Regions from separate parts of the Zea mays genome. Here region 1 is linked to region 2. The links are chromatin contacts, called in public Hi-C maps. All regions are on one chromosome and are shown on one strand. Each heading gives the region's core, a stretch centred on a gene start, on an enhancer-like site or on the middle of the called end of the contact. The rest is flanking DNA. Distances are from core to core; before and after follow the strand shown.

Region 1 (5,581 bases), core at 3,044-5,543, 300 kb before region 2:
TAGAGTAGATTCACAGCAAAAATAAAAAAATAAAAAATACTATGCCTATTGCCGGATACACAATACAGTAACAGAGCTCTAAACTGATCTAACCTTCAGTTTTTTTCAGTTTGACAATAACCTCTCTAGGTAATAGAGGCTGCTAAATGCCACTACCAATTTCCAGTCGCTGAAAATGCCATAACATAAGCTACATCCCACAACTCCCCAAAAAAATTACAGCACGGCAGCTCAGCTAGAGCAGCAGCCACCCTTCTTCACTGCCGAGACGTCATCCTTTATGTTTATCTTCTCGCCCCTGCCAGGCCCAGATGCTGCATCTTCACCTGCTTCAACGGCTCTCTTGTCCACAATACGGTAGATCTGAGCTAGGACTTCTGCAAATGCATTCTCAACGTTGGTCGACTCAAGCGCAGAGGTCTCCATGAAGTACAACGATTCCCTCTCTGCGAATGCTTTTCCTTCGTCGGTTTGAACTGCTACAAGATGGCGGAGATCAGATTTGTTGCCAACCAGCATAACAACTATATTGGGGTCTGTGTGGTCTCTCAGCTCCTTCAGCCAACGCTCAACGTTCTCAAAGGTTGAGTGGCGAGTGACGTCATATACAAGCAACGCCCCAACAGCGCCTCGGTAATACGCACTAGTGATTGCACGGTATCTGCAGTGATATTGAACTGCAGTGAGATAAGTAAACCAAATGGAGAGAATTCTGAATTGCAAGGAAATTCAGTTCCATTAACGCTGATAAAAGAACATTAAGACAACTGACCAAGCAAGTCAACAAACAAATATGTGCACCCTACCGCATTATTCAAAACTTTGCTCATCTGCAACAGTCTTGTCCTAAACTTTGGTCAGGTACTCAGGTTGTCTGTTCAGAGAGAGTGCTGGTGTTTTCCTTATCTAAAGGTCTGGGCGACAGATTCCCTTTATTTTGGACGCATGGTGGACAGGGAACCCAAGCTGTGTAAATAATTGAAAAGAACTTAGGATAATTTGCTAAATGATATATTAAAATAATCAAGCACCAATGAGACAATGGCAATTACTCCACTTGAGATGGGAAGTATAGAATTCACTCCTAACAGCAACAACAGTGCTACAGCGGTACAGCCAAAACAAAAAGTAATAACGAACTCCACTTAAGCACAAGGATACCATTAGATCACTGTCACTTTATTATACAGAATGCTAACAAAAAAAACAATAAGTCAACTTTCTTACAAAAAAAAAACAATAGTGATAGATGTAGCACTCAACAAAAAGCATTACTAGCTCATCGACCATCCACTAGGTCATCATGTTGTTAAATGGAATTCATTGCATCAAATTGCTTGTGTTGTAGTGGGATATTGGTGGAAGGAACAGCATAAGAGTTAAGACAGCAGACAACTACATGCAGGTTATTATAGTCAATAAGCCCTAGTCTCATATAAAATCACTAATCAGGAAGTACCAACCACTGTTAAATATTCCCTCCGTTCTTTTTTATTTGTCGCGTTTTAGTTCAAAAATGAACTAGCCGGCGACAAATATTCGAGAACGGAGGTAGTAATACAATTCTTGACTACGATTAGCCATTGTTGTTTGAATAGACCCTTGTTTTCATTGCTACATGCAAAGCTGCAGACTTTCTATGTGCACCTGTCAGATCCTGTACAATTCGTGCTAAGGCGGGTTCCAGCCCAGGGCACTACCAACCCCTGACACACGGACGCTACCGACCACCACGGTTCCAGTGCGGGTCGGTTGGACCGTCTGGTCGGTGGTGCTGCCATCCACCTTAACAAGTTGGTACCTGTGTTGGGACCGAACCGGTCGGTACTCGGTAACGTCCGCCTTTAGTAACATGGTGTGTTCTGATTGATATATGCCTGCGTCAAGTCAGCTAGCTATTTTTTAACCATTTGAATTGAAAAAAACTTGAAATTTAATCTATAATTAGATTGTATTTATGATTTTTTGTTTTAATGTTTAAGTTATGTAGTTTCATGTATCTATTATTATTATGCTTGAGCCATGTAATTTTAAATTGTTGTCTCAAATTATGTTATTTCATTTACTTAATTATGTAAACAAATGTATTTGAACTAGAGTAAATCACAATGTTTCATTTCAACTAAAAAACTATAGAAGAAAAGTTGATGTGGCGATGAGGTGGATGTAGATTGATGGTAAAGGATGTTGCCATAGAGTGGTAGATAAGGGCGAACAATGGTCGGTATAGATTGGTCGATAGCTGATGTGCCGATAGATAACCCAGAAGGGCTGGAACCAACCCAAGACTCTAGTGCTTCAATATGAACAAGTCACATGCAGCAGTGCACAATGTTAACCACAGGCGTCTAGGGCTGGACAAAATACTCGTGGCTCGTCAGCTCGCTCGGCTCGTGGTCGGCTCGGCTCATTTCAATTTTGTCACTAGTTGAGCTAGCATCTCAGCTCGATTTGTTAACGAGCTAGCTCGTTAGCTCGAATGAGCTAGCATTTGTCAGCAAAACAAGCCTCCACTTGTGTTGGCTTGATTTCTAGCCCTAGTTCTTCCATGATCACAAGTGTCAAATCACTTCGATGTACTTTGCATGGACTCCTCATTTGTGCTAATTAGTTTTTGTTGCATTAACAAAATGCCACCAAAATTGCTCTACAAAGTTGTCTAGACTTCTTACACAGAACCCACCTGCCCCTTAGAATCCCCATCACACCCAAGCTTGAAAAATCTAGTTCCATGGCACATAAATACAACAAAAACCTAGAAAGGTGCTCAGACATTATTGTAAAGTCCATTAGTTTAAGCAATTAGTATATCTTTGTTTTGCCTTAATCAATTCAGCCATTCTTCAAAGATTAGGTGTTATTTTGGCAGCCTTTTCTATTGGAGTTTTGTCTTAAATAATTATGTCACTAACAAGCACTAGTTAATACAAATTGTGGCAGGTCATTTCCTTAACACTCTTGAAGAAGAAAATTTATCGATAATACAAGGTGCTGGTGCATCACATCTTGAAGCATCATTTTTTGTAAACAATTGAGACAGTAATATAGATGACATGGATACATGATCAGCATATAAAACAAAGAATCACTGCAAGTATGTAAACAAATGACAAAAAATCCCAATCACAATGATTGGTCCCAATCATAGACATGTCCATCTAAATAACTGGCAGAACAAGCTAACAAGAAGTTTACAAAATGGTGGAATGAAGAAAAGAAAAATGGAGTGAAGACTCTTCACTCCTCAGAAATTCAGTGCAGTAGAACAAGACGAATAGCCAAACTTATGGGCTAAGTGTAAGAGTGCAAAAATCAATTTCATAAGCATCAGTTCTAATTTGAGGTGACCATGTTCGATAAACCTGTTTTTGACATAAATACCTATTTATAGCAGGGTCCAAGACGATTAAATTTTAGAAAACAATAAGTGTACAAAATATAGCTATATATTGCATTGTGTGCATTTTACGGTTTTGACTACTAAATTAACTGAACTGGGCAGGAAGTCTGCATGCAAACAAGAGAAAGGAAAAATGGCCGATCTGCTCCTCCCAGGCTAAATGATCAACGTGAGTCAAAACAAAGAAACCTACTAACCTTCAGAAAGTCTTATTCAGTCCACGCCACCTGCTGCACTGCTGCGTACTCGAAACCAAGCTCCAGGCAGTATAAAAAAACGTTTGTGCAATAGAAGAATATCCTATCATCGTCATCCTACAACTCTAGTCAACAATAGGATGCCTGCATGCTGATTCGCGTGTTCCAGTATCGGATCCTGAAATGAAAATGCACCAAACCCTACAAATGGTAATCAACAGCAGCACGCAACGCAATTCGGCAGCGAGATCCAAAGCGAGAGCCCAATCTTAACGGTGACAACGAGGATACGCACGCTAGCAGCAGCCGAACCGAGACGCAAATCAGATCTACTACCAGCTGCCGCGGCAGCGGCGGGGAGAGAAGAGAGGCGAGACGAGCTGGAGCGAGCTGAAACGAAACGTACCGTTCCTGGCCGGCGGTGTCCCAAATCTGGGCCTTGACGACCTTGCCGTCGACCTGGAGAGAGCGGGTGGCGAACTCGACGCCGATGGTGGACTTGGACTCGAGGCTGAACTCGTTGCGCGTGAAGCGTGAGAGCAAGTTGGACTTGCCGACGCCGGAGTCGCCGATCAGGACCACCTTGAAGAGGTAATCGTAATCGTCCTCGGCCCGGTAGCCTGCCGCCATTGCTACGCGCCCCTCCGGGGCCCTCTGCCCTTGTCGTGGCGATCTGGTTTTGGGGCGAGAGAGAGCAGTGGGGGGGGGGGGGGGGGGGGGGGGGGGGGGGGGGGGAAGGAAGAGGAGGGGAAAACAGGAAAGGAAGGGGGACACGGCCGCACGGGAACGACAGCAAGCGCGGCGGGTGGGGGATTTTGGTTAGTTTGGTTTCCGTTTTCACCGCGTGGGCCGCGGCACTGTGGCAATGATAGCAGTAACCGAGCCGACGCGACGGCTTAAAAAAATGGAAAACGCGTTCTTGCTCTAGCTGGAAAAAAATCAGGTAGCTCTCAGCTGCAGACGGGTTTAGTGAACAGGAAAATGAAAGATATCCAATCCCCTGCTATTTAAATAGTAAGAGGATTCTTTCCCATAGATTTTCTTTACATCTCGTTTGAATCCTTAGAATTGCATTCTATTTTAATAATAATAATTTAGGCATATATCAATTAAGCTAATTTGATTTTATACAAAATATATTTATATACTATTATTAGCAAGATGCCAGATATATTTATGTAATACATTTTTACTATAGAAATGTGAATCAAAGAGCGTCATATAAGTTGCAGAGTAGAAACAAATTCTACTGTACATAAAATCATTTCTCATCCTCTACCTCATGAATTTGATATAGGCTTATATACGAACTTTAGAAAGTGGTGGAATGTCAAATTCCAAGCTAAGTAGGTTACTTTATTAAGTAAATTCCAATTTCTCCAAAATGAATGGATCCAAACGCCCTGTTATTTCTTTCTTTGTCCATTAAATCAGCTCTAAAAGTGACTAAACTAAACTGATATAGTATATGAGCTCCTTCTATATACATTGTGTACATTTAAAACTTTAATAAAGACTTTAGTGGGGCTCTATGGACTCCACAATGGTAGGGGAGGCTCATGCCATGCCCGCCCCACCGTTGTCTCCGTCTCTGTTGCCCCCACTCTTGTGTTTGAGAGTTGTGGCGAAATCCCTCCATGAATGAGGCAATTTAGCAATAATGCCACAAACTTATCGAATAGGTTGATCTTTAGCTGATCAAGCTCGTTTGTCATGCATTGTATCTCATGAAACTGCTCGACTACAGATTTTCAATCAGTCATCTTGTAGTCATGATACTGCTCCATGATGTACAGTCGCTCCAACATTTGTGTTGTCATATTCGGCTTCTATAACGTTCTATAACTCTTTAGCGTTTGTATAATGTTGGGGATCTTCTTCTCCGCCGAAGGTCCTCAAGGCAACATCTTCGGCAAAGTGATACAGAGGTCCTCTTTTCATCTATTGAAGGTTCTTAAGACGAAGTCCTTGCGTAGAAGCAATA
Region 2 (5,514 bases), core at 2,596-5,095:
TCCATCACCTAGCGTGATAGAATCAATATAGTCCATCAACATTCAGATCCAACTGAGCCACTTGTATTGAACCGGGCTTCCAACCAAGAACATCAATACCGGTTGCTTTTGAACCGGTACCGGCTCCAGCGTCTTAACTTTCGCGCTTTCTCGTGTAAGACATTTAAGGCCTGTTTGGTGTGGCGCCTCGACCGTCACACCGCGTGTAACTTGGCGGCGGTCAAATTGACCGCCACAACTACGGCGGTTGAAGTGCGGCGGGTTGTGCCTTTAGTACCACCATGTGTCTCCAAACCGGTACTAATAATATTAAGTAATCAACACCATTTCAAGACACTGGCCGGTACTTATATATACACTTCGAGCTGGCACCAAACAAAAAAGGGAGAAATATTTCGTACCGGTTCTAGCAAAACAAATATGATCGGGTTACAGTCCAATACATAAACAAAAATATGTATTTCAAAATGTAAAAAAAGGGATTTTTGTCTTAAGCACACAAAAAATATTTTATGGATAACACACTACAAAACTTGCTTTATCCTAGTGAACACCTTAAAATATGTATTTATGTATAGGGCTTCATATCAATTTAAAACTCTTTTTTCTGCATTTAGGAGAGAGAGCATGTCTGTTAAAAACGTTAAAATGCCCCTAGTACTGATTCACCCATGAACCACTTATGTGTCGTGTGGTACACTATTAATATGCATCATATAAAATTTGTATTATTATTTTTAACATTTTAACTAACTCAAAAGTTGTAGATCTCATCGATAGCTATAGTTTTGTTGCAAAAGCTCTCCTCATTTGTCACCGTAAAGATTAAAGAAACACACGATATTTGTGATGTGGCAAGACCTCATACGTAATTAATTAATATATTGCTAAAATTTATATTGTTTTTAGCATTTTTAATGGCCTCAACCGAGAGGTACATATTTTGTTTATAAAGTTTTCGATGCCATTAAGAGTTACAACGTTCATATAAAAATATCTCCATTTGGCATTGTATAAGAAAAACATTGTTTTTCTATGATCAACATATGCTTGTACGCGATTATTATGCCGCTAAAAACGTTATATTAGTCTTTCGAGCATCTCAATGGTCATAAAAAACTTAAAACTAGAAAGTTACATATCTAACCGAGATATATAATTTTCATATAAAAATTATCTCCATACAATGTCGTATTTGGAAACAAATGATTTTTTTCCTAAACGTCATGATTATTCTCCACACCTAACACTTCTTCTGTTCTTTTTTTATTTATCGCATTTTAGTTCAAAAATAAACTAGATAACGATAAATATTCAAGAACAGAGGTAATATAATTAATTTTAGATTAAACATATATTTATTAATTAACATGTATATGTGTATCTACATTTATCATTATTCTGATGGAAAAAGAGGGCTAGAAAGGAACACATGAATTTTATAGGAATTTCATAGGAATTAGTTAAAAACACAGAAAAAGTGTAGGATTCAGAAAATTTTCCTTTGTTCCAAAAGAGCTCTATATTTTGGAACTGACGGAGTACATTTGTACGACAAGGTTTATCACGTAACAATCACCACCTAACGTAGCAGGCGTTGATACGTCGATATATTTTTAATGTCAGAAATAAGCCTTATGTTGTCGGGCATATATTATTTTCGATGGATTAGACTTTATTCCGATAGTTTAGACTTTATTTTTAACGGCATGAGTCAGCTTCCTCGTCATTTAGTTTTTCCACAATGCACTCCCGGCAACAGTCAACTTTCTCTTCATTTATTTCCTCCACAATGCCGTTCCATATATTCAGTAACTTCCGACGATAAGGTTCTAAGCCGTCGAACATAAACTTATGTTTGATGGTCTGCTCTAATGGACGCTGCATACACTCGGAAATAAGCCTATATCCATTGGCTCAGACATAAGCTGACCATCAAACTTTTGTCTGTTTCATGTTGTGTACATGTAATATAGGGATGGGAAAAGCTTGGCTCGGCTCGTCCATTCCGCGAGCTGGAGAAAGAGGCTCGGCTCACGAGCCATATCCTAATACTTATTATTGCATTATTTAGTGAATTAACATTATATAAATTTAAAATATAGAATCGTCATTCAATATTATGAGTAATTTAAATTATAAACTATAATATATTCATCATCAAAGACTAAAAAACAGGCTCATGAGCTGGAACGAGCCGGCTCGGCTCGCTGCGAAAATGAGCTAAAACAACAGGCTTGGCTCGTTCGAGGCTCGTGAGCTCGAGCCGGCTTTCAAGCCTGGAACTTATTTTTCAGCCCTAATGTAATGCGACAACGTGATTTTGCCGCACCAAATCCCAAATCCGTTTAAGCAACAAAACAGTAACAAACATAAAAAATTTAAAAGTGGAGCTATTTTAAAATAAAAGTTGTTGAAAATAAAAAAATATATGTGGCAAAGTAGCGGGCATGCAAGACCGTGTGCAAAGTGGCAGACAAGTTTGACGCCGAGCTTTGCCGTATACACAGACACCCGCGGGCGACACATTGCATTTTGCGAGATATGCAACGACGAATCTATACCTATGTGCCAAAAAAATTGCGCAATTTTTTGCCAAAAATTCCTCTAGAAAGCTATTTGGTTGTATACCTATGGTGTCAAAAATTGCCACAGAATTTTATGCCACACTTGTCTAAGGTGTTTAAGGTTAGGCGTTTAAATTCTGGGCCACAATTTTTCACGCGCTAAGATAATCTTGCCACACTTTTTACCCGTCATTAACGACTAACGAGTAGGACCTACGTAGCAGGAGAAAAATCTTGCCATAAAAATAGAAACTAAAATAAAATAAAATATAGTAACTAAAAATAGTCCATAAAAATTAAACACCCACTAAATCGACTAGTGTAACGTGATGCACACAAAAATCATCGTTTCCTTAGACAAATATCTAAAAAACCATGGAGATAGAAGAAAACGTCATCCGAGGAGTACATTCACCGTCACGCTGACGCAGATGCTTCCATCAAAAAGTCAAAGGCTAGCGCTAGCTATCGAGTGAGGCCACCGTGTCTTTTTTTTTTGGTAACGCAAATCCGGGAAGAAAGTTTTATTTATATACTCGTAGCAGTACGCGATGCACACGCTAGACAATGTACCACACACATGCATCATCGAGCTGGCCGCTGCCGCCGCGGCCCCCGGATTCACGCACGAAACGCCCGGAAACACACCCGGCAAAGCCGGGCGAACGTACGCGCGAGCAAAAGACGGACACGGGACTACGGGAGCAAACGATGCGGTGCAAACAAGGCGACCGAGCGGCCACCGGCAGGCGCAGCGCCGCTGGAGTCAGGGCTTGGGAGTTGGGAGTGTATCCCCCAGGCCACAGCGGCGTCGTTACGTGGCGAGCGTGAGCAGCAACGTGCCGTAGGCCTCCCGCCCGCCGCGGATCCCGAGGCCGTTTCCCACACTCACCCGCCGCGCGGGGTCCCTCCTCTGGCACGCGCCAAAGCCACGCCACCGTCCCGGCCCCCGGGTGAGCTCGGCCGCGGTCCGCCGGTCCGGCTCGCGCGAACCACCCGCTTGGGCGTGATGATTGCGCTCTGACGAGACGGCGGCTGTCGAGGCCCCCCACCACCACTCATCCCGTTTGACCACGAAACCGCCGTGGCGCATGGGCCCCGCGCGTCAGGGAGCGACGTCGTACTTTGCAAAAGCTGGTCCCTCACGTTTTTTAACCGTTCCCCTGCCCGGGCTGAGGGGAATACCGCTTCTGCCCCTGGTAGTTTGGCGCTTCCACCGGGGGCCGCTGGTAAAAGAGTGAGCCGGGTAACTCCTGGAGCTTGGCATCAGGCATCAGCACAGCTCCGCCAGCCTCGGCCACGGCCAGCCTCGCTCCTCACTCACTCCCCCAGCCAGCGTTACAATAGGAAGGAGGGAGGAGCAACCTAGCGGCAGCCACAGCAGCAGCGTAGCTGTAGCCACAGCAGAGCAGCGGCGGCTGCGTTCAGACGACCACTACTTGTTCCTCCTCCTCCTCCTGCTCCTTCCCCCAAATTCCACCCCCCTCAAATAATAAACAAATCAAAGCAAGCGAGGAGGTGAGCAGCGTCCGCAAGGGAACAGGGACCGCGGGGGTTGCAGGCTTGCAGCCGTGGGGGAGGGGAGCAGATCCGCGAGATCCGGCGCGCCGCCGATGACGAGCGGCGCCGGGGGAGCCGCGGCCGGGATCGGGGGCACCAGGGTGCCCACGTGGAGGGAGCGCGAGAACAACCGCCGCAGGGAGCGCCGGCGCCGCGCGATCGCCGCCAAGATCTTCGCCGGCCTCAGGGCCTACGGCAACTACAACCTGCCCAAGCACTGCGACAACAACGAGGTGCTCAAGGCGCTCTGCAACGAGGCCGGCTGGACCGTCGAGCCCGACGGCACCACCTACCGCAAGGTACCCGCCGCCGATCCATCCCCCCCCCCCCCCTCCCCCCCCTGCCTCAGGCCTCTCGACGGCTTAGCTTAGCTTCGATCCCGTTCCTGCTCCGCGCTTTCAAAAAGAAGCTTGCTTTCGCTTTGATTGCTCCGTAGACTTTTGCAGCGCCAGTAGTCGTGCTTGGTGGTTTCGGTTAGAATTACACAAATCTAGCAGGAGACTCATCTTCGCTTTTGTTGGGACTTGGAGCGTCTCTGTAGAACTACTGAGGCTGGGGACAGCGCACTCCTTCGTTTTAGCCACTCGGGACGCAATGTAGCGGTTTCGTTGGTTCGGTGGGCCGCCGATCTTTGGATGCTCCTATATGCCGTTGGATTTGGAGCTGTCCTTCCTTGCTTTGAGCTCCGTTTTCGTCTTGGGTCACCCATTGCTATGCTTGGCGGGTGGCTCTGTTTTAGGCTCGTCTGTTGTCGGGCCAGGGAAACGGAAGCTTGATTTACCGCAAACGGGGAAATGCTGCTTTCCTTTTCGGCATTCGCTGAAGGCACTTCTTTTGGGGATGCCATGCTTTCTTCTTCCCAATGGTGCTTTTGTAGTTCCTTCCTAGCCATGACCAAAAGAAAATTTTCAACAGCTCATCTGAAGATTTTTTTTTGTCCGCTACCACATTTCTCTTGGTCCTCCTCAGCTGAGGGAAGGTGGTTCAGTCTAGGTAGTGATTCAATTCCGTAAAAATTGCACGCTGCCACTGCTGAAAAAGCAGTGCTTATCAGAAAAGCACAAAGCATAGCTCAACATGTTTTTTTCCCAGCCATGTGCACATGCTGCCACTGCTCTGATAAACCAAAAGCAGTAGTTCATTACTTTGCCTTTGAGGCTTGCGCCAAACTGGTTCGTAACCAGAGGCTTTCGAATTTCCACACCGTGGTTTGGTTCGTTGGTTGCCTTTGTTGTATGCGGTATGCAGCACTTGTGTTCACTCGTTCTTCAGTAGCCAATGGTGAGGTGTACTCTGCTCATCTGCTGTAGTGAGTACATTAGCTTCGGCTGTAGCTAGTACTGCTTTGAAGTTGGTTTTACATGCTTTTGTGTTACTTATGTCACTT

The links. Hi-C and Micro-C count contacts between places; a contact is called where the count stands out from the background.
Region 1: a Hi-C map of ear shows a contact between it and region 2, with 2.1 times the contacts expected there. The contact joins the promoter of LOC100283582 here to the promoter of LOC100216929 in region 2. A contact is called at or near these places in 5 of 25 Hi-C or Micro-C datasets (bundle sheath, ear, endosperm and 2 more).

Annotation. Positions count from the first base shown.
Region 1 is chr9:81,961,923-81,967,503 of Zm-B73-REFERENCE-NAM-5.0, reverse strand. It overlaps LOC100283582, which reads right to left and starts at 4,293. Exons shown (of 2, transcript NM_001369294.1): 1 at 4,004-4,293; 2 at 74-661. The coding sequence starts at 4,227. The coding sequence ends at 232.
Region 2 is chr9:81,658,743-81,664,256 of Zm-B73-REFERENCE-NAM-5.0, reverse strand. It overlaps LOC100216929 (BES transcription factor), which reads left to right and starts at 3,845. Exons shown (of 2, transcript NM_001143314.1): 1 at 3,845-4,426. The coding sequence starts at 4,181.